Linked DNA regions of Zea mays: region 2 is linked to region 1. A link is a contact called in public Hi-C data. All regions are on one chromosome and are shown on one strand. The core of a region is the stretch at or near the end of the contact, and the rest is flanking DNA. Distances in the headings are between cores, read along the strand shown.

Evidence for each region. A called contact is a pair of places that touch in the nucleus more often than the background predicts.
Region 2: a contact with region 1 is called in a Hi-C map of ear, with 2.1 times the contacts expected there. The contact joins the enhancer-like site here to the promoter of LOC100282570 in region 1. A contact is called at or near these places in 2 of 25 Hi-C or Micro-C datasets (ear and tassel).

What each region holds. Positions count from the first base shown.
Region 1 is chr9:133,315,281-133,320,715 of Zm-B73-REFERENCE-NAM-5.0, forward strand. LOC100282570 (peptidyl-prolyl isomerase PASTICCINO1) reads right to left here and starts at 2,752. Exons shown (of 20, transcript NM_001155478.2): 1 at 2,409-2,752; 2 at 2,150-2,234; 3 at 1,557-1,626; 4 at 1,028-1,125; 5 at 761-883; 6 at 123-155. The coding sequence starts at 2,494. It overlaps LOC100285101 (OB-fold nucleic acid binding domain containing protein), which reads left to right and starts at 2,959. Exons shown (of 2, transcript NM_001157996.2): 1 at 2,959-3,079; 2 at 3,408-4,103. The coding sequence starts at 3,409. The coding sequence ends at 3,906. LOC100279633 (putative protein kinase superfamily protein) reads right to left here. Exons shown (of 11, transcript NM_001152629.1): 10 at 5,279-5,435; 11 at 4,752-5,209. The coding sequence ends at 5,054.
Region 2 is chr9:133,920,779-133,926,213 of Zm-B73-REFERENCE-NAM-5.0, forward strand. It overlaps LOC100381640, which reads left to right. Exons shown (of 6, transcript NM_001174455.1): 4 at 2,028-2,125; 5 at 2,209-2,274; 6 at 2,903-3,041. The coding sequence ends at 2,941. Among protein-coding and RNA genes, the nearest start is that of LOC100381640, 4.3 kb to the left of the region's middle. Within about 2 kb of position 3,418, at least 2 of the 20 cell types and tissues checked have an H3K27ac peak or open chromatin away from gene starts, as enhancers often do. A contact at or near this core is called in ear, where this site is marked.

The DNA.
Region 1 (5,435 bases), core at 1,502-4,001:
GACTTACAATTTGGAAGGGAGAGAGTACTAATTTTCAGAAGTAAAAGAAATGTCAAACCGGTGATCCAAGAAAAGCGAGAGAAAAAATATTTTTGCTGCAATGAGATAGGAAAGCTGTTCACCTTCTTTACAACCCCTAAATCATCTGCCACAACCTGACAAAGAAAATAAGCAGAGTAATTAATCAAAAGTAGCAAATAAAATCTTTACATGCCATGTTGTACATCAGCCATGGAATCAAAAAATCATCAAGACAGCAGGAGAGAAAATGTGTTTCTCAGTTATGACAACAACCTGGCAAAAGAGTTTAAGGGAATCAATACCAGAATTGCACTAAAAGGGTTTGTTTTCATGTAATAGTTAACCTCAACAGCTTTCATATTGGATGTGATATTATCCAGATAAAATAGAAAACCAAACCATTACTATTAATAAATAGTTACAGTTTCTTATGTGATAAATATAATTGTGCTGTGCTACTGAATGGGACACTGAAAAAAAACTATATACTAAATTATTAAGAAGTAAAAACAAAAAATGATACGGCACACAAACAACCAAATTTGATACCCTGATATCTTGCACAGTGAGCCTTACTTGTATTGACGGTATTACTTTTTGTATATTGCATAATGTTTTTGAAATCATACCACGCTGTAGATATTTTAAAAAAAAACAGACAAGGACCAGAAGTTCTCTGACATCAATGAAATATACATCAGTTGAAGCCATACTCTAGTCATCATTTAATGAGATTAACCTTGGCTTTAAAGAAATCCAACATTTCAATCTCAAATTGAAGTTCATCATCCTTCGGAAAGCCATCTGGAGTTGCAACTGGACAATCGTCCTCAGCGTAGTGAATTTTAGGCTGCATTTTGAACTGAAAAAAAGAATATAAGTGAGTAAGAAAAAGAGACAAAAATGACTAAACAATATGCGCATGTATTATTGTTAACATGTGCATTTTCAAATCGCTGCATTCTCCATGAAACTGAGTAGTGTCTTCGTATTAGAAATACCATACCATAGCAATTTCACCCTTCAGCATTGTTGGGAAGCCTTCAGCAAAGCCTAGGATCATCTTGCTCTTCCCTAAAACAAATCTGAGTGGGATTCCTTTACCTGTAAATTATAACAATAGTAACGAAGATGATTTGAAGGCTCAATAATTGAATTGGGTAGTCATATAGATGGGACAACCATTTGGGGTGCAAAGTTCATGCGGCAGTTTGTTGTAAGATACAAATATTACAGAAAAGAATCAGATAAAAAAGTACTACAGAAAAGACATAGTGATCTATTATATTGTTCTAGAGGATGCACAATACAGGACAGGTGTTTTCCAAACCGCACACATGGCTAATGAACACAGCACAAAACAGGATGCTTGCGACATAAAATTTAAGTTGAGTTGTGAAATGCAAGCACGCAACCTCATCAACAGAGGAGGAAACCATACTATAATTAATATGAAAACAGGATATGGAAGCAACAATATTTATAGATACTGCAGTATACATAGTGGTGAAATGTGCTCAGAGATGATGCAACACCTCCATGCTCCCTTCTTGTAGAATTTACAACGATACCATCAATTGTCCGAGTAGTGCAATGAAGTATAACCTGCACAATTATTACAATGAGATATATTTAATCTGACCATCTAAAATTCCTCATGTCCACAGTAATAAAAACAGGACTGTGCAAAAGCCATTATGAGGGTCAGCAAAAAGTGCTGCCATCAACAGTGTAAAATGTGTAGTCCTGAAAAAAAAAGGAATATGTGCTATATGTAGTATGTATGAACAATCCAACACAAGAGTTTCATTTGACCATTAGGATAAGTTCTGTTAATGTGTATTTACAGGACACAATAGAAAATGTCAGTTAATGGATGATCTCGGCATTACACCAAAAACTTGTGCCACAAATAGGGTCATTCTATGTAAGAACCAATAGCCAATTACACAAATTGTTGGATGATTTACTCGATCAAGTACAACTAAAGTTCCAAACGTCCTTGCTCATCAATCAACATCAAACAGTGGTTCGGCTGCAGAGGGAAACACACGTTCCTGATTGTATGCACTTCCACAATTTCATTGCACGATATATGAAGGCAGAGAGGGCAGGCAGTCCTTTCAACCTGATCGCCCTCTGCAGGGGTGGCATCACCGCTCCCAGACCGTATAATGCCCTTCATTAAGCTCCCAGGTGTAAGCTTCTTCCTCCTGCAGTGCAACAGAAACATGGCGTGATCACAAGCAAGCAGCAGTAGTTCAACGAACGAAAGGAATGTCTGAATTGCAAAATTCTACAGCCGGATTAATAATGGAAACAAATACTAAGTCCCGCAATTCGACCCTGCATGCTTCGGAACCCCGAGGGGGCGAACTGGGACTGACCTCTTCTCGGCCTCCTCCTCCGCCGGTGACTTCTTCTTTACGGGCGGCGGGAGTTCCCCACCGCCGTCGCCGGCATCTTGGGCCATGGCCGAAGCTATAGCTTCCGGGCAGGTGCTCAACGGCCGCCGCGTCGGAACGGGGTAGGGAGAGAGGTAGGGCAAAGGAATACTTCGCTAATCAAGGCCGCTGTCCTGCGCGGGCGTAACTGCTGCTAATCAAGGCCGGGATGCGGAGCAGTTGCGGCAGTCGGTAGCAGCAGGCCAGCAGCCAGCACAGCGCCTTGGAGAGTTGGAGTTGGAAGAAGCGGGTGGTACGGGAATGGGATGGTGGACTCGCCGGTCCCCGCCTCTCCGGCGCCCGGCGGAGAGTCCAACGAAAGCATGTCGCTGGTACCTTCCTTTGACTTGGGCCTCGTGTTTCAATGGGCTGTGGCTCCATTGGGCTGCGAGCAGGCTGCCATATGCCCAGGCCGTTATCTCAGATGGGCCGTTGCACTTGCACGTCTCGCTCAGGCGCTCCTTATTAGCGGCCGCCAACTCGCCGGCGCTGCGTCCGCGTGCTGCGTCTTCACCAAGCTCCCGGTCGCCACCGCGCCTCTCGTGCGCGCGGCGGTCCGGCGTCGATGCTAAGCCCTTCCCGCTCCATCGCTTCCGCCTCTCGTGTAATTCTGAGTAAGGATTCATCCTTCGTTGGCTCTTCTCTGTCGGCAGTTTATTTTATGTTTTATGGGGCTATGGTGGTTCGGGGGGGATTTTGAACTGCACTTAGCTGTTCGAAGGAAGGGCCGACCGAATCAAACCGAAACCGCGTGGATTGATACAGGCCGATGGTAGCTATCTACTTTGGCATTCGATAGGAAATGGGAATCAGCAGTGCATATTGTTCCCTGTGATTTGGATGAGCAGTCATCAATGCAGGCGGTCTGTGTTCATCCTGTTTGTAAACAGCATCGGAGCTCCTGTGTGTAAGGCTGTAACATCTCTCTCCTGAAACTGGCAGAATGGACCAACCTCTCCATCTCGTGCACGTCAAGATTCTCGCCGCGGACCTTCTCTCCTTAACCGTACGGCACACCTCTCCGACGACGTTCCTCCGCTGCGGCCGTAGGGTTGCGCGTGCGGAGCTCGTCGGAGTCGTCGTCTCGCGTGACCGCAGGGAGAAGTTCCTCCGCTTCCTGGTCGACGACGGCACTGGGTGTGTGCCGTGCATCCTGTGGCTGAACCACCAGTACTTGAATGCTAGGACGTCCTCTGGGCCATCGTCAGACCATGATCCTACTGCAGAGATGGCGCTGAAAATGTCAGAGGAGGTGCGTCTAGGCACCCTCTTGAGGGTGCGAGGGAAGATCGCCTCGTATCGTGGTGCGATCCAGATTACTGTTAGAGATGTGGTTCCGGAGAAGGACCCGAATTCGGAGGTGCTGCATTGGTTGCAGTGTGTCCGCCTGGCCAAGGAGTGCTATGATCTGCCACCACGTTCTGCTCAAGGTCGCACTTGAATGGGGTTTACCATGTGTAGTTTGTACGAGTTTATCTATCTCTGCACTTGCTGGAGACAATCTCTTCTAAGGGGGGCTCTTAATTCTTTGCCATCTTTACGAAAACCACTTAATCACATGTTATTGATATGGTATTTTATATGCCACTCACCCCTGTAAAAGTGGCAAAATGTATTTAGTGTCTCTTCTTTTCCTACTAAAAAAATTATCCCATGCTCACGGGCTGCATAGGAAATGCTCAAGTATTAAAATCTATATGAAACGATATAGTGTTTTGTTTATGTAACCCATACGAAAACGCTGCTACCGCGCTTGTGTGCTCGCATGGAGCATGTAGGTTCTAGCATGGACGTGTAAGCAAGCATGCCGGGCAAATTATGCATGGACTTGAACGGAATTTGATCAAAACTATACATGTCAAAATACTTTGTCGCCAAACAGATGTTAGATTGTACATTGCAATTAGTAAACCATGGTACTGTAATGCTATGGTATTGAAAAGTGAGTTGCCAAACAGGCTAACAAAGGATCCACGCTCACTGGAAATCTCGAACGCATACAAAAGCTCGGCGACTTTAGCAAATCTGCATTTCACCATATATTTGGATTTCTTCTCATGGAATCTGTTTCCTAAGATGTCCCAGCTTCTGGCCTTTTCCTCAAATCACCTCCCATAGCCTCGTCATTATACGGTAGAGGTCGCATAATCCTTCTTGTGGTAAGGATTCCAAAGTTACAAAGCTGTACATCAACTCCCGTTATGAAATTATAAATAAAAACAACAATAGCATGTCATCAAGCGACACAGGTGCACAGCACAAACGAAGGCAATGCCTGCATTTTTTATCGAATATGCAGGAGAGCTACACATCATTATATTAAGAAGAAGAAATGCAATACCTGTGTTACTGGAACAAACAAGCAAAAAAAAAACAGCCCCAAATCCTTTAGCCTTTCCATTCTTCCCAAACCAAATCTGTACATTCCTCTTAACATCTTGAGGACAAGGGCGGAGCAAATATACAACTACTGAGAGAATTTTACCTCTTACCCTAACCTGATCTGTTAATCTTTGTACTGGTCTGATGGTCTCATGCAACTTCTACAGCCAGACATGGCATGCACTGGCCCTGAGATTAGGGATTGGTCAATGCAAACGGTTATCTTGGACTTTAGGGATTGTGCGTGAAGAAACTCCATGCAATAGTTTTATGAAGCCGAGGAAACTGAGGTTTCCGTCTGAATGTCTGATCCAGTCTTGGAGAACAACATGAAGTGGAACCGAAGGGCCAAGTCCGAGCTCCTGAAAGACGAACATCATAAGTCACGGTCCGTTTCCTACGCAGAAACGTGTTTTGAGATCAAACTATACCGATGCAAGTTCTTCGATCACAATCGGTCGGTTGCCCTCCCTGTCAAACAATTCATATGCTTGTTGAGCATGTTGTTGCCAGGTCTCCAGGCCTTCCATTTGATATACACTAATGGCCGCAGCAGAAAACTCTTCAAAATCAATATTTCCATATTGG
Region 2 (5,435 bases), core at 2,168-4,667, 610 kb after region 1:
GTGCCCAAAACAACCCGAGAGTTGCCGGCGTTGGCAACGACCATGAGGTCTCCCTGTTTGAAGATGGACAGCGCAGTGTAGCCGCTCCGGACCGCGTCCAAGCGACGGCTGCGCCGGAGCTTGCCGAACACAGCGATGCATGCGACCACGTAGTATTGCTTCCAGAGGTCGAACTGGCAGTCGCCAAGCTTCTTCTCGTCGTCGATGAGCGATGCCAACGCGAGCGCCTTCTGTCAGTGGTGTTTGTTCGGGGTTCCCAAGTAAGAAACATGGATTCATTTTTGGCGTTGGTTTATGAAAATGACTCACGAGTAAGATCCATGGAAAAATATTACGGAGAATAAATGTCACACATATAAAAAGAATTTAAGTTGAAAACATTATTCAAACAAAAGAAATTGCATGAAAGGCTCTTCTTTAAATACTACTCGCTCAATCCAAAAATATAATTCAGGAATCTCGTTGATAATTATCTACTACTACACATTGTGCAAAGGTAGCATGTGAGCTTTGGGAGAGATGTAGTAGATATTTTTACTGTAACAGGTATTGACATAAACACACATGTGGTGTAGTGGTTGCTACGATCACATTTGCTTGAGGGGTCGCAGGTTCGAATCCCATTGGGCCACATTTATGTTTTTTTTAATTTAATTTTAGCTAGGCGTGGGATACACGTGGGAATGAGAATGGATTTGCGGGGATGGGGGAATGAGAAAGACAGTGCGGGGAGGGGGTAATGGGAATGACAGAACACTGGCAGAACACAGAATGACAACCGGGAATGGGAATGGGCTTTGCAGAGAGAGGAGAATGAGAAAGTGCGGGAAGGTGGGAATGAGAATGACAGAACACGGAATGGGTAGCCTACCCCTTACCGTTTTAATAAGTAGTAGAGATTTTTAAGCCTTCATGTTAAATCATCTAGGAACACACAACACTCAACGTGTGATCATGTTGAGTCATTCTGGATGTCCAACTAACTTTTAGGCGTGCTTTTTAGTTTTGAGAAGTATGATGGTTTATGCGTCTAACCCTTGTACAGTTTGTAAATCATACACAATGTTAATCATTTCTTAAGGCAAAAATTGAGTTCCTATGAATTATTGTATTTACTGATTCTATAACATATATACTATTGCAAATGTACAATTCAGACAAGAATGTGTTTTCCAGAAACAAGGCATGTGTTTTCCAGAAACAAGGCATATGGGTACCTTTTAAGATGCTGCCCATAATTATCATCACTGTGAACTTGGTGAATGAATAGCATAAAGCACATGCATATCATGGGTTGGCTAAATTTTTCGTGATTGTCTTGCTTTTCTCTAGTAATACACTTTTGTAGGACATCATTGTTTCTCTTCAGTCTTCCGTTGGTGCACTTTCTTTAAAATATTTGGTATCCCTCCCATAAAAGAATGCAATGTTAGCACCACTTCATGGCTTATTGAAAGCTGAAAATTCTGCACGTACAGATTGACTTAGAAATCTTCATTGGAGTGCAATAAGGTTGTCTTATGCTCTAAAAATTATTGTGATATTGTAAATTTTATTTGCAACAGTACATCTAGTGTAACAATAGCCATGTATTTCACTCATACGCTGTTGGGTTGTGTTATGTTAGTCAGCACATGGAACACAGAACAACGGAGTTGGCTGAACGCAATGTGTGTTGAAATACAATTAATCACGCTTAAATTGTTTGCTTTTGGTCCATAATGTGGCGATATGTTTACAAAGTTATGGGTGTGCTTTATGAAGAGATGAACAGCTAAAATTGCAAATAAAAAACTAGAACAAGATGACCAATGTGATTTCATTGATATGGAAAGTGTTTTTCTTCTGTCAATCTTCACGCTTCTAAAGTTCTCTTGGAAACAAGAAGTATACTAGCTTGGGATGCTTCAGTTGATTTCTTAGGTCCAATCAAGCATATATTGTAGTCCTTCCAAACCAAGTGATAGCTTAGTTCTAAGCAATTCAGCATTGATTATTTTTCTTAGCAACAGTTGTTTTCTTTGCAGTTTTTGAACCATTTAAGGACCCAAGGGTGGATACTATTGCTCCTAAGTTGCTCTTTATTGCCCTCAATTTGGCTGCCATGGGATTGGGTATATGGAAGGTGAGCTCTTTCACATGTCTAGTTATACAGAGTTATCTTGTATTTCTCTAAGCATTTGAATTTCTGATATATTGTTTCCACAGCTTAATACATTGGGCCTTCTTCCAACAAATCCATCAGATTGGGTGTCTTCTCTGGCTCCTGCTCGGGTATGCTTTTGATAACCTGATACTATATGAACTAAATTCCCTGACTCTGTGTTCAGTTTTTGACATTGTTCAGTCATCTTTAGGTTTTTTTATGATAGTTTCAAAGTATTGTTCGCTTTAGTAATTGTTAGCTGTGTGCTGTAAGTAGAAGTGTGTAACTCTGTATTACTTATCTGTATATTGCCAGCTGTTATTTGGTGTGCTGTAAACTGGTATTAGTCGTTAATAGTTGCTTGCACTCGCTTTGCTATCAGATGAAATAGTCTCATCTTTGTCATGATGCACCTTTGGCACTATGTATGAACTGCCTGAAAATCATCTAATCGGCCAATCCCAGAGAACATTTGTTTGAAAACATTGCGAGGTTGTTCCTTTTCTGCACAATTACAATGGAACTACCTGTATAGTTATATTGCCAGTGAAACATTTTGTTAGAGTGCAAGTTTGCTTAATGAAATTAAATGTGACAATCTTTCGATGATGACTAAAGGCGAACTTTTATATGTGAACCCTATTTAATCCATGACCTCTGATTGAGATACATTTCAGGTTGACAACTGTACTATTCCGCTCACCCAGCTTATATTGGTTGCCTAAACTGGTTTCTTTTTTCTTGTTCTTATTTCAGGAGGTTGAATATGCCGGAGGAGGGCTCCCCTTAATTTAATGTCCATTTCCATTTGAACTTATTTTACTAGTTGTAATATTAATACCGAGTGACATTTTTACCATACACCCCTGAATACACGAAGTTCCGGGTTTTTTCCCCTGTCTGGATTTGTACTACTATTTTCTAGATGCGTTTGTTTGTATCGAATTTGCGACCCTGAAGTATAGTCGTGTCTGGATGGAAAAGGATTAAATTATCTTCTATTCAATTTTGACTAGGAATGAATTTAATTACCTTCAATCTCTTTCAATCCAAACGCAAGCACCCTGAAGTAAAGTCTCGCAGGATATCTACCGAGATCTTGTTCTGTTGTGTCTAGATAGAAGAGGATTAAATTATCTTCTATTTAATTTTGATTAGGAATGAATTTAATTCCCTATAATCTATTTCGATTCAGACGAATAGACAGCAGGCTGCCCATAGATAGTTTCTGTTGCTGTTTGGCAAGAGTAGCTTTCGACCAAATTTCAGCAGCCGTCAGCTGAATCCACATGATCTGTAGTACCCAAAGCCGGCAAGCAGGCTACAGCCACCATCTTCACTTCTCTATTTGTGCGGCTTTGATCCATTGGCTTTTATTTTTTCTACAGTATTTTGTCTTTATGAATTGTAGCTGCAGCAGTTTAAACAGTTGGTTTTAAATCGTAGCGAATAGGAGCTTGTCTCGTTGCCCTCCGCCTCTTTATTGCCCTCATGTACCTATGGGCGGTAATAGATCGCGAACCAAATACTTCACAATTTATTTGAGTCTTTAAATATTTTTCATTTAAAAATAAATCGAAATAGAGTCCGATGTTAATCTGTTCGATCCTTAAATTGTGTAGTGTACAATTTGGAGCACATTGTCATCTCTACATATACCCCGTGGCCTTGACTCCTTTCCCCGCCATTCCTATGGTGGCCCCCTCGCCTTCTAAGGCCAACTCCAACGTTTCCTCCACCCCACGTCCGATGATACATAGGGTGAAAAAGTCATCTAATAGTTTCCTCCACAACACACCCCATATAGTGAGACATATAGCTCTCTCCACACCACGTCCGGTGATGCATAGGGTGAAAAATTCATCTAATAGTCCCTGCCGAACGGATCCGTGAGGAAGGAACCCGGACCGACGCTGTGGGCCCACGACGGCACGACAAGACACAACACCACCAAACTATGTCCAGACCGTACATACAATACCAAAAGGTCTCTAGCAGACACGATGGAACACCCGTGTGCCCCCACGGACATACCCTCACTGATTCGCGGGCCATTCAATTCCAGTCGCGGAGACCTCATCACCGGAGTATCTACAGTGGCTCATACACCGTAAGGCCTAGTTTGGATACTTTAGGATTAGAGTGTTTTGGAGGGATTGGAGAGGGTGTAAATCCCCAATAGATCAAATACTCTCTCAATACATGTCAATCCACTCCAATCCCACTCATTACTAGAGTATCCAAACTAAGCCTAAAGGGGAGGGGTATAACGGAGGACGAAGCAGTACTGAACACAACCCTCAACCTCGTTGTAAGCCCACTTGAAAGTCGTCTAGATGGGGTGAATAGGCAAAACCTGAAAATTATAAATTTTGAACATAAACTTCACCCATTGTTAGGATTAGAAATGAGTAATAACGAAATCATAGTACGTAAGAGAGTTTTTCTTGCTATGAGTTGCTCAATCAATGCAGATAACTGTGGGAGCTAACTCAAAAAAGATCGAAAACAAGAGAACTTAGAGAGAGGGGAGAGGAAGAATCAAATCATGAGGTAATGAATAACACAAATGAATACAATGATTTGTTTCCCGAGGTTCGGTTACAAATAACATACTCCCCATTAAGGAGGCCACGTTGTCTTGGTCTCTTTCAACCATTTCCTCTCTCAAACGGTCACTTTGACAGTTTGAGTGCTTCTTAATCTTGAAGGTCACTTAGACCTGAGAGCACCTGTAGGGGGGTGAATAGGTGATCCTGCAAAAATCAACTCTGAACAAGACAAACTTGGTTTATGATGAGTGTTAGTGAAAACTAAAACCAAGTTGTTATGAGAAGAGATGGAGAGGAGAAGAGAACTCTTCACTTGATTGTTCCTTGGATATGTGTATTAAACTTAGGAACAACAATGCAAGTAAAATATGAGAACTCTTGGAAGACAACAATCGCAATAAAGAAAATGCACAAGAGACACGTCGATTTTATTACGTGGTTCGGCCAATGCCTACTCCACGTTGTGGTGACCTCCTTCGGTCAAGGGTTGCACTCAACCCCTCTCAAGTGATCCAAAGATCAAACTTGAGTATCACGTTATTCTTCCTTATATCAAATCCCTTTGCGAGGAATCTTCACAAGTTGGAGTCTATCACGCCTTACACAATGATCTCAATCAAGGCACAAAAGTAAGGAGTGAGTAGAAACACACACAAGAGTACAAGAGCAGCAACACCACACACACGAGCAAAGAAGAGAACGCAAGAATCAAAACGACATAGTTTCTCTCAAGAAAA